Linked DNA regions of Mus musculus: region 2 is linked to region 1. A link is a contact called in public Hi-C data. All regions are on one chromosome and are shown on one strand. The core of a region is the stretch at or near the end of the contact, and the rest is flanking DNA. Distances in the headings are between cores, read along the strand shown.

Region 1 (5,915 bases), core at 2,616-5,115:
TCTCTCCATCAAGAATTTAACTTCCCTTCTGCCTGTGGCAATAAAAGAGCCCGTTTTGTTTTAACATTAATAAGGTGAGAGAATAGACAATTTCCAAAAGAAATTAAGAAAGCCAAGAGGGTAGGTGTTGGCCTGTGCAAGTTTCCCTCAAGCAAGTCTGATGGTGGAGTTCAGCAAGGGACGGTTACTTTAGTAACACAGTAACATATGGACATGTGTGTGTGTGTGTGTGTGTGTGTGTGTGTGTGAGAGAGAGAGAGAGAGAGAGAGAGAGAGAGAGAGAGAACAAGAAAGAAAGAAATAAAGAGAGAGAGAACAAGAAAGAAAGAAAGAAAGAAAGAAAGAGAGAGAGAGAGAGAGAGAGAGAGAGAGGGAGGGAGGGAGGGAGGGAGGGAGGGAGGGAGGGAGGAAGGAAGGAGGGAAGGACAAGAAAAGCCCAGTGGGTAAATTGATAATTCCTTCTGGAGTAAGAGGCAGTAGCTATGAGTCCGGTCCTGGATCCTAAGCCCCTCTGTGACCTTGGGCAAGTCTTTGATTTTTGTCTGGTCCTCAGTTTTTATTATCAGTAAAATAAGAGGATTGAAGAAAATGGTCTCTGAGGGTTCTCTCAGATCTAAAATTTTAATATTCTTTCTATAAATGGAACGCTGGACTATTTCAAACTATTTTTCCCCTGTTTGCAGTGAGTTTTTATCTCTGGCAACAAATTAGAAATTCCTCCAGAATTAAAGAGCATGGAATGGAAATTATTTGGCTTCCCAGCTGAAAAGGTCAACTAGATTCAGAAATGTACTCTGGGTCCACACCGTCTGCGTGGAAACCTAATTAGAGATCATACTTCATTGGCTAAAAGGGATCAAACTTATCCTGGCTTTCATCTCGATATGTATTTTTAAAAAATTACTCTAAGTTACTAATTCATTTATCTTTCTACTTACAGGAAATTCCACCCATTGATAAAGCAATGCCTTGACACCCCTGCCTGCATGAAACACCACACACACACACACACACACACACACACACACACACAGAGCCTTATGAGCCCAGCTCTTTATCACACAGGGCTCTAAATGCTCTGCTATGCTGGCAGGCCATAAAAAGAACACCTTAAAAATGTGTCTGCCATTTAGCTGAGGATGGTTCCTACATCTGGCACCAGAAGTTTGTCTCCTTGGGTGGTGGCATGCCTCAAAGGAAAGGGTCAATCTACAGCAGCAGCCACAACCTTCTTAATACTGTGACCCTTTAGTTCAGTCCCTCGTGTGTGGTGACCCTCAACTATAAAATTTTCTTTGTTGCTACTTCATAATTGTAATTCTGCTACTGTTATGAATCATAATGCGAATATTTGTGTTTTCTGTCGGTCTTAGACAATCCCTGTGAAAGAGTCATTAGACCCTCAAGGGGGTGTGGCCCACAGGTTGAGAGCCAGTGGTCTAGATTGTGTCTTGCTTGAAAGACAGCATCCTGTGTTTCCTTGATTTGGGCTCAGTATGAATGTTGGTGACAAATTTTCTTGTGGGTGGGTGACAGAGTAGTTGAGGATTAGAAGAAGTGCCTGCACTAGGGGGTCTGGATGGTTTTTTAATGGGAGGATTCCAGAATACACGGTATGTTTTTAGCCTCTGGAGTGGATAGACATATGCATGCATGTGTACATATGCATGCATGTAGAAGCCAGAGGTTAGAGTAAGGTTTCTTCCTTTATGTTTCTCTACCCTATATTATTATTACTATTTTCGAGACAGAGTATCTTACTGTGCCTACAGCTTGCCAAATCAATTAGACAGGCTGGCTGCAGAAAACGACCTGTCTCCATCACTCACTGTTGGGACTTCAGATGTGCGTACTGCACCAGTGCTGGGAATCAAAACCCAGGTCCATGGGCTTCTGCAGCAAGCACTTCACCTGGGGACCCATCTCCCCAGTCCTTCCAAGGCTCCTCTCCTCCCTGCCATCATTTCTTCCTCCCTCCTTCACTCCATCTTTTACTCTATCCTCCCCTCCCGAGCAGGCTATCTGTGAAGGAGAACTTCAGTTCCTATCAACACTTTCACGGCTCATCTTTTAAATCTGGTGTCTCTTGCTTCCAAGATCTCTTAGTAAGCCAGGTAAAAATAAAGCCCAACATGTACCCAGAGTCTGGCCCGGGAGCCCTGGGGGTGAGCTCAGAATCGTGGTCTGTCACTCCCCAACAGGATCCTACCTTCTTCTACCTGTTCCTAAGCACTGCCTCGGGGTACAGGCAGCCTTTCTTCCTCCTTACCGGTTTTGAATGAAATTAAAGCTAATCCTCTCTGGTTTGGCTAGGTCTTGTGTAAGATTCCCACACACAACCATCAACACGCTGTTGGAAGAGATAGCCAAGCTACCACACCTCCTGCAACATTAGCAAAAAGAGACAATTTTTTTTCTTTCCTTGTAGGAAATAGCTTTGAAGCCCTGACTCACAGAAGCCACCTTCTCAAATCTTCCATTTGACTTCTCCTTGCCAGGACACAGGTATCGACTGTAAGAAGCAAACCGGTGAAGGATGAGCAAGGCCTGTGTGAGATCAACAGGAGAGAGGAAACTGGAGCCCTGTGGGTTTCCACTCCATGACTTCAACAGACACCTTGATTTATTTGGGGGAAACACTAGAGGATCGAAATGAGATCTCACTGTGTGTAGCTCAGGCTGGAACTGAGATTGTCCTACCTCCTTTCCCCAAGTGGTAGGAGGATGGCTGGGTATCCCCCACATCGGGCCCTCACTCCTCGTTACCAGAACTGTGGCTGCAAGCACAAGGGACGGGGCAAACTCCTCAACATTGCTATTTCCTTCCCTCAGTAACTGAGAAAAAATGAAAAGAGAATCAAAGAGAAAACAGGCTGAAGCCGAGGACTGGCTTTCAGGTCATTCTATGCTTCCAAAGAGGAGAAATTTGCCTGTCATGTCTATAATTTAGAAAGCTCTAATGGGTGGCTCCTAATTTATTTATTACTCATAGAAAGTTGTAAACATCCCTCCCTAAACCATCAGGAAATAATCTGGGCAGGAGTCAAGTGCTTCAGACATTTGGCACTTTTAATGGGGCTGTTGTTGGACATAGTTCTGATCTCTGAGTCTAATTTATCTCCTTCCTTACATAGGGTTGTGGGTAAGCTATTCACCTGTGTGGTGTGTGTGTGTGTGTGTGTGTGTGTGTGTGTTAATTCAATTAAGATAGTCAAAAGGCATCTTAGCTTTGTCATCGTCTCCTTTGCAGACTGCCAGCTTAATAGGAGATTCCAAAATTAGTAAAAAAAAAAAAAAAAAAAAAAAATTAAATAAATAAAAAGAAAAAAAAGCCAATTTAACAACAACAAAAAGGGGCATTAGCAGAATATACAAGCTGGAGAGTCAAACAGAATTGTTTGAAATACCTCAGCCTGGTTTCAAAGAGCTTCCTGCCGTCGAGCCCAAACACCCAGACAGGTAGACCGCTGTGAGATATGTAGGCGCTGCCTGCTGCCTGCTCCTTAGATGGTGGGAGCATTTGAAAGCATCAAAGTTTCCCGTATAGATGAGTGTACATTTATCCCCGAGTCTGTGATCTCTGCACTTGCCTATTGTAACTTGCTGTTTAATAGCTTGGCAAACCTTGCCCCTCACAGACTACAGATTCTTCCCCCCCCCCAGCCCCCCTTAAGGATCTGCTTCTCTCCCAGGAGAGTCTCGCTGGGGCTGAGTTTTGAAAAGTTTTCGTTCCTGGGCTTGTGCGAAGATATGGGGTCACTCTTTGAATTCAGCACTGTTGAAAACCTCACTTGCTGGCTTGGCTTTTCCTCACCCTTGGCGTTGGTGATTGGTGTCTGCATGTGGCCAGTTGGTGCCCTCTAACCATGGGGCAGGTGCCAAGAACCAGCCCTGCTAAGAACGAGGAACAACCACAGCCTTGCCCTGTACAGACCCATCACTCCATAAAAACAAGATCAAAGGTCTCCACCTGGCTGCCCACAGACATGGACTGCCTGGACTCTGGCCATGTTCTCAACTTCAGATCACAACTGCAGGGGACACTTCAGACCGAAATTTGTACTGCACATTTCTAATAATCTGAAATCTGGGATCATGTAGCGCTTCCTGTCCTGAGGAGCCTAGTGTACATCAGACCTCCTCCACACTGCAGAGTCCCTTCAATTTGGCTCTCTTGCTACCTCTGTTACCTGCTGGGCCACTGGCTTTTTGAGTCTGTGACCTATGATAAGGACACCTCACACAAAGGCAAATAATGACTGGTAAACTTGGGGGACAGACAGCTGATGTGGCTTCCTGCTGATTTTCAGGACAACACCAGGATAGGATTACAACACCCTGTGTGGCTAGGGAGAAATTGAGGCCCTTGGATTTTCAGTGCCTTACTGCATTCTTGCTGCTTAGGGAGTGAGTGAGCCAGGTATCAAAGCCTGGGCCATCTTTGTTCTTTCTGGCTAGAAATGTGAACACTAGCCAGAACCCACACTGCATCCTCTTGCTTGACCCACTCTAGTCTGGCCATGCTGACTATGCGCCAGGCATTTTGAGTCCTAACTTCCTTCTTTTCTGTTTGTATATTGACCTCCTGTCTACTGAGCTTTCTCCCACAACTTCCCTTCTGTGTCTGAAAGCTCCTCCTCTTGAAAGATTCCACTTACTTGTAAGCCTCTGTGTTAAGACCCCTTCACCCCAAAATCTGACCTCAGAGCTCCCAGAGTCTATTTCTGTAACCCATTCATAGGAAAAGGCATCCCACACAGCCACTGTCAGTTCCTTAAGGGCAGACTCTGCCTCAGGTGTCCCCTCAAGCCTGGTTCTAGTCCTGACAGGCAGGCAATAGTCATTGCAGGGTGGGCTACTAGGTGGAAGAACCTGAACTACACTCATGTCAGGATGTCCTTGAGTTGGAGGACTGAACATAAATCCCACCAGTGTCACCACTGGGTTCCTCCTACCAGGAATGCAGCTCACTTATCCAGCATGACTTCTGATAAATGAGAGCTTGTCACTGAGTCTTCTTTTAGCAGAAGGCATCACAGTCTTAAGTTCTTCAAGGAGCTTCAGATTTGAAACCCATCAGTCAGGTACTGTGGCACCCACCTATAATCCCAGCTCACGGAAGGTAGAGGCAGGGGGATTCGGTGTTCACGATCATCCGCAGCAACATAGTGAGTTCAAACCTAGCCTTGGATACATGAGACTCTTTCTCAAACCAACAACAAAAAAACAGCAGCAATAACAGAACACACACACACACACACACACACACACACACACCACTCCAAGAAAGCTAGTGGAATAAAAAATTAAAACATATAAGACACTTGGTGGGCACAGAGCAAGTAAGGAGAAAGAAATGCTGCAAGATCAGCACAGGGCTGTGAAATTAATAAGACATGAATAATCATACAAGAGCTGGTGGAGCCTCCTGAAAGTACGGACTTAGGGGTGCACTTGGGGGTGAGAGAAGCTGATGACCTATAAACCACTGGCCAGGTGTCAATTGAACTTTCCATTTTTACTCTCTGCCCCCATACCATTTTTGAAACTGTAGAATTGCCTCTGTGGCTAGCTCCTGATGGCATCATTAAAAAAATAAGTACAGAGGCTCATGAGTATGGAATGAAGCAAACGGGGCAGGGGACTCTCTCAGTTGAATGCAGAATGGCCAAACTTAAGCTAGCCACTCTGGCAGGCTGAAGTGAAGACAGGCCCAATGAAGTGAAGACAGGCCTAATAAAATAGGTTTTTATTCTTTCTAATGAACCCATCACGTGCAGAAAACGAGAAAGAACTGACCAGGTGGGAAGGAGGAGTTGACTTCAGCGATGAATTCACAGCTTCTCCTACAGTGATTATTTTAAGAGACGAGAAGGTGGGTGGGTGGGGCACACATTGAGAGGCCGAGTCAATCA
Region 2 (6,302 bases), core at 1,488-3,987, 220 kb before region 1:
TTACATTGGGATTAAAAGGAAAATGTCACCATGCCTGCCTTTTTAAAATGTGAATTCTGGGAATCAAGTTTAGGTTCTCTGGCTTCTAAGGGCAGAACTATCTCCCTAGCCTTCTCTTGCCTTGTTTATAAAATACTTACTGCTATCAGTTAGTCCTTTAATACCACCTCCTGCTATGGTAGGAGACACGGGGCAAATGCAAAGCTAAGGCAGTGTTGATGGAAAAAGAAAAAAAAATGAATTTGTGTGTCTTTCGGAAGTAAACAATTGCAAATGAAAGTGCTATACCAAGAACTTGCTCAGATTTTTGTCTCTGCCCCAAGCTTTAAATCAGTAGAGACAGCACCCACTGTGGGCCACATTAGTGGTGTAAGCCCACCCCCACCATTGCCATCTACAGAGCATCTTAGGGTCTCAAGCTGCAGTGTATTCACCCACAAATACCTTAGAAAGAACAAGGCCAGCCAGTCCTTAGAAATAATGTCCAAGTGTAGCTTCACTATAGCCTGAACCTCTAGACCAGAGCCTTTCCTCAGATGCTGAGAGGCCAACACCCAGTGTGGTGACTATGGGCAGCCCCGACTTCCAGGAAAACCAATTCAACTACTCACAGTGCGGTGCCCTGGTTATTTGCTGTTATTCAAAGAGATCCAATACCATCAACGCAAACAATTCCAAGAAACGGAGTTCAAGAAGGGTTAATGCCCAGAGAAGGAATCATTTGAATAAGTGTATACTGTCCAAGTTCAAATTCTGAGTGGGATGGGAGTTTTTTCTGATACCTAACCTTTGGTATGTTAGCTTTAAATTTCAGTCATGCCTCCAACAGTCTCACCAATCACAGGAAGTGTGGCAATTACTTATGCTGAATGAAAAGTCATTTAAAACATCCCAGATGTGAAAGTCGGAGAGACACTTGCTTGGAGGAGAAAAGGGTATACAGATGAAATGTGAAGGGGTGTGAATGGGATGAGAGAGAGCAATGGGGTGAATATGATCACTCTGTGTGTATGTGTAACTGTCAAATAATAAAGGAAACATTTTAGAAAAGAAAAAAAAATGCCACTCAAAAGATGTCACAGGGTAAAGTTTAAACCGTCCCCAGCCTCCAAACTAAATACTAACATTTGGATTCAAGCCAACATTCCGTTCCTGGGATCAGCTTTTAGAGATGTCTGTTTGACAAAGCCAGCTGACGGTTTTGCTCTGGAACTTAGCACAGCTAGTAGCAAAGTAGGCAATTCACCAGAAACACCCGTCTGTGTCTGTTGGAGACACTTCCCAAGAGCATATCACTGTACCCCGAAAAGAAGACCACCGGGGCCTACAAAAGTAAGGACTGCTAAGCCTTTGGACAGAGCGGTCCTTTCAGAGCAAAGCTTTTGTTCTTCTCGTTCCTTCTCATTGGCTTTTTCAAATTTGCACACTGCTAATTAATTTATCAGTGCACCTCCCCTACCTCCTCAGGGTCTCAGTTAGCCTAGGCTGGCTTCAAACTTGCTCTATAGCAGAGGATGCCTTTGAACTCTTGGTCCCTGACGTCTAACTGCACCTCCTGCACAGTGTGGTTACATATGCCATCATGCCTGAGATTACACCTGGCTCTTCATGCATGTCAGGCAGGCATTGTGCCGACGGGGCTCCAGCTCCAGCCCAGTTACAAATATTCTCTGAGAATGACTCTCGAACCAAGGCCCAGGGCCAAACACCCTATGCTTCTGAAGGTGTGGAGGGAGGGAGACTCACAGCAATGACTTCAAATGTGGGGTTGTTACAATGGACCATCCCAGTAGCTTATAAAGGGACCTAAAGGCAGCAGCTGAGATGGGGAAAACCATTTTTTCTTCTTCTTGATGGTGGTGAGCAGTTTGCCTTAGGCTAACCTGAATAACTGGGTCAAAGGTTTGTGGGACCCTTGACATCACACAGCAGAGCTCCTAAGCTATCTGCTAACCTGACAGGTAGCTGCCATCTCTGTCACTGTTAGGACACCACAGCCCACGTTCAATTGAAATAGTAACAATGACAAAAATGTGGAGCAAGGACTCCAGGGCTCGCTTAACACAGTCCACAAGCCAGGGAGTTATTAACTAGTGGATGAATTGGAATCAAGTGTCATTTGAATTAATGTGGGTTGTGTCTACCGAGAAAACAGCTGCTAAACTGGGGGAGATTAGTCACAAATTCTTTAACCGTGTGTCGAAATGGCCAGTGGGCCTTAGGGTTTGAGCTCACAAGTGGCAGCCCCAAGAAGGACTTTTCCAGGCACACTGTCATTTGTCCCAGTCCAAATGTGGCCATTTTTCCTTTTCTGCAAGCAAGCTCAAAAATATCCCTAGAAAAAAGGCAGAGCGATGGAAAATAGTATAGTTCTTGTGAATACTTTCAGTGGCATCTTTTACACCATAAAAAAGGATTCCTCCCCTTGGCCTTGCCCCGCCCCCGCCTCCACTGCTCAGTTTCTAAAGACAAGGTCTCGTTGTGCCTCTGCCTCACCTTGAACTCTATGAATCGAAGAGAGGTCCTGACCTCCTGATCTTCTAGCCTCCGCTTCCCAAGTGCTAGGATTTCAGGCATGGGCTACCATACTCGGCTCAAAGGCATGTAGCTTTAGATGGCCCATCTACATGTAAGGAGGGGTAGAGCCATGACGGTTCGACAGAACCTCCATATCAGTTATGGCTGAGCTTTCCAAACCCCCACCACCCGGTACATCCTTCTTCTGACCCCATGGTTGTGTAACGCAGCTTGGCCCATCCTGGAAACAGCTCAGCATGACTACAGTGACAGTCCCAAGCTCCCCTGTGAGCAAATGTTTCACTTTGGGGATTTTTGGAATGGCAGGTGAAGTGAGAACCCTCCTGAGATAAGTTTATGTCACTGAGAGTCACCATTCCAGGTCATTCTGGGCAGGAGTTCCTCTCTCTGTCTCCTTGAGTCCGCTGGACAGTGTTAGGAGAGCAATGATTCTGACACACTCTAACATGTGTGGGATGCAGAACAGGGAACCTGGAAGGCTAACAAGAATCTCATGGCTATAGATGCCCCTAGGTTACAGCAGGCAGGCGAGCCACCTATGAACACCTTCATCATCCACTCCCTTGATTTTCTGGAAGAAGAAAATGAGGGGTCCCTATTCTCTTCCACAGAGATCACTGGCACTGTCTTCCACACCAAAATGAGGACTGGTCTTTAATACACTCATGCTGACATCACAGAACACTTCGAAATCTTTCTTTTGTAAATGCTGAGTGCCGACCAGAGGAGAAGGACATTGCTGGCTCCTTTCTGGCCCTCCCTCCCCACCCCTGGAAAGGAAAGGAGCCTGGGACTTTTTTGGTGGTTGATGTTAATTTTTCCAGGGCATTAATGACTGGGTGTTCTAGACCATCATGTCCTTTTGCAGAAGGAGCACAGCCACTATGAAGAAAAGACCGAGACATTGCAGGAGGTGGAGGCAACTCCAGAAAGGATTGCTCACAAATGTTTTGGCAATGCTGACATTGTTGGCACAGATGTTTGGCTGTCCTAGCTGATTGACTGGTTTGAAGGGACAAAGTTCATGGGAAGGGATGCTTCCTGGTACATTTGTTAAAATACAATCAGCCCTGTCTCCTAATAACATCCAAAACTTAGAATGAGACCCTGCGTCATATTTTTTTTCCCTCCTGACAATACTGTTCAATGAGGGCGGACTTGGTGGAAATTCTGATTTTGTTACCCAGTGCCACTGATTAAAAGACACTTTCTGATGTTATGCCCTGAAATAAACCAACTTGTTTGCTGAAACTACCTACACACAAATTAGAAAATTATATGACAGCCAGTTTCTACAGCCTGCAGCCGGGGACATAGGTTATTAGGACAAGCAGACGTCGGCAGGGTTTCTGGTTTCGCAGTAAAAGAAGATGACTTGAAAGGACTCAGTGGTTTTGATGTTCTTCTGAAATGAAAACCCTTCACGAGGGCATAGCATTGGGCTGTCATTAATGTCAGCCATGCGAAGACACTGTCTCCATGGGAGCTACAGTCATCTCCCAGCTGAGACCTCAACTTTCCACTTGCTGGCTTGCGGGGTCCTGTGCTAGCACTTCTCCAGAGACTCAGAGCAATTCATTATAAGTACACACACACACACACATACACACACACACACACACACACACACACACACACACACACAGAGAGATACACACACACACACACAGATACACACACACACACGCGCGCGCGCACACACACACAGAGGGGGCGGGGGACAGAAAGACATAGAGACAAACACATACAGAGAGAACATGCATGCTATTTTTCCTTCTTCCACTCCTTGTCTATAACAAAACCATCATGGAACAGGCAAAACATAGTGAATATTTGCTGTAATTTTGGGAGTTTTAACAGTAGAAGAACAAGCTACCAAAAATGTAGTAGAGAGCACCTTTCAATTTTCCAAGATACAACGTATCTTCATACCCCTTCTTACAGTGATGGAAGAACTCAGATCCCAGCAACCATGTAATGTTTCACTGTGGGCTCATACATGTCTGGCGCCCTGGCTAGTTTTATGTTAACTTAATATACGCTAGAGAAAGCAGGCTGAGCAAGCCGTGGTGAGCAAACCAGTAAGCAGCACCCCTCCATGGCTTCTGCATCAGCTCCTGACTTCAGTTCCTGCCTTGTTTGAGCTCCTGCCCTGACTTCCTTTGATGATTACCAGTGATGAGGAAGTGTAAACCAAATAAAACCTTTCCCTACCAACTTGCTTTTTGGTGGTGGTGTTTCATCACAGCAATAGAAACCCTAATTAAGATACCTGTAATCCCAGCACCAAAGGGGATGGAGACAGGAGGATGGCTGGGCTTGCTAGGCCGCCAGCTGGAAAAAAGAATGTGAGCTCCAGAGTCAGGGAGCAAAGGAAAGGATAAAAGGGGAGCAATAGAGGAAAATACCTAATACCCTCCTATGGTTTCACCAAGTACATGAGTGTGCACGATTGAACACACACACACACACACACACACACCACCCTTTTCTTTACTCTTCAGCGAAAGCAACTTAAAATAGGCAAAAAGATGTCCCAAGATTCTCCAGCTGGAGTGGCACTGGCATGGTACCACCATACACATCTGCTTGCTCGTCTGCCATAATTGTCTCCCATCATCCTCATGTCATAAAACCCAGATGAATAGACCCAGCTCACCCAGGAGGAGGGGGGCAGAGATTGGGTTTGCCTGGTGTTTACGTGAACCTTGGAAGCCACAGGGCCTCAATTTGGAGGGCAAGAAACACAGGACTGCTCATAAACAGTGCTTCACAGAGGTGAAGTTAGGGAGGGTCTATGAGCTTTGGACATCAGTTAGAACAGCTGGGGAATGGGGGGAGTTACCGGAAGAAGAGATACTTAGAAAAGAGAAAGTGAAGCCCACACTTGAAATGGGCATCCTGTCTTTCCCCTGTCCATCTCGTTCCTCTCTACAGCACACTGCAGACACATCCAGAGACTCAGAAGTGCTGCTTGTCCTTTAAAGTCTCCTTTAATATCTGTCCTCAGGTGCACACAAACTCAAAACCCAGAGATATCCATGGCCCTCTCACCACATGTCATCTGCTGTGACTATCTGGATTCATTCTTGATGGCATTTATCACCTCTGGAAGGCTGTGAGCTGTCACTGGGGGCTTAGATTGTCAGTTGTTCAGAGCGGAGACCTGTCTTTCTTCTTCATGGTACACATTAGTGCTTTGCTCAGTGCCTAACACATAGAAGTGCCCAAAGCAAGGGAGGAGTTAGTGAATCCCACCAACTGCTTCCTACTTATGAGTGTGCTGACTCCAGAGGGGAAAGAAAGGCCACTATAGACATCCAAGGGTACTGCCAGGCAGCTCCTTCTTGCACGGACAGGAAGAATCAAAAGCGTCCCTAACTTCCCAGGCAAGCCTCTCTTCTGGATGACATTCATTTTAGCCAGCAGCCCAAAGAGGCCAAAGGGTTTCATAGGACCAGAAGAAAAGCCTAACAAGAGAAATATAGTGTAGCAACTAAGAGTACTTGTTACACAAGTATGAGGACCAGAGTTCAGGTCCCATCACCTATGTAGCAAGCCAGGTGCCTAATGTACAGCTATAGCCCAGCTTACAGAGGGGTGGAGACATAAGATCTTTGGGGCTTGCTCTCTTCCAGCCCAGCTCCAGATTCAGGAGGAGACCCTGCCCCGAGGGCATAGATGGAGAGAGACAGAGTGAGGCACTTGCTACCACCTCTGGCCTCCACATTTACACATGCATGTGCATGCACTCACACAGACAC

What was found. A called contact is a pair of places that touch in the nucleus more often than the background predicts.
Region 2: a Hi-C map of liver shows a contact between it and region 1, with 2.3 times the contacts expected there. The contact joins two enhancer-like sites. A contact is called at or near these places in 4 of 484 Hi-C or Micro-C datasets (B cells, epiblasts and liver) and 1 of 115 datasets of contacts at active chromatin or transcription factors (memory CD8 T cells).

What each region holds. Positions count from the first base shown.
Region 1 is chr9:69,108,486-69,114,400 of GRCm38.p6, reverse strand. The region is part of intron 1 of Rora (RAR-related orphan receptor alpha); the gene reads right to left. Among named protein-coding and RNA genes, the nearest start is that of Gm46153, 190 kb to the left of the region's middle. Within about 2 kb of position 3,865, at least 12 of the 459 cell types and tissues checked have an H3K27ac peak or open chromatin away from gene starts, as enhancers often do. A contact at or near this core is called in liver, where this site is marked.
Region 2 is chr9:69,329,201-69,335,502 of GRCm38.p6, reverse strand. All of the region lies in intron 2 of Rora (RAR-related orphan receptor alpha), which reads right to left. Among named protein-coding and RNA genes, the nearest start is that of Gm46153, 27 kb to the right of the region's middle. Within about 2 kb of position 2,737, at least 17 of the 459 cell types and tissues checked have an H3K27ac peak or open chromatin away from gene starts, as enhancers often do. A contact at or near this core is called in liver, where this site is marked.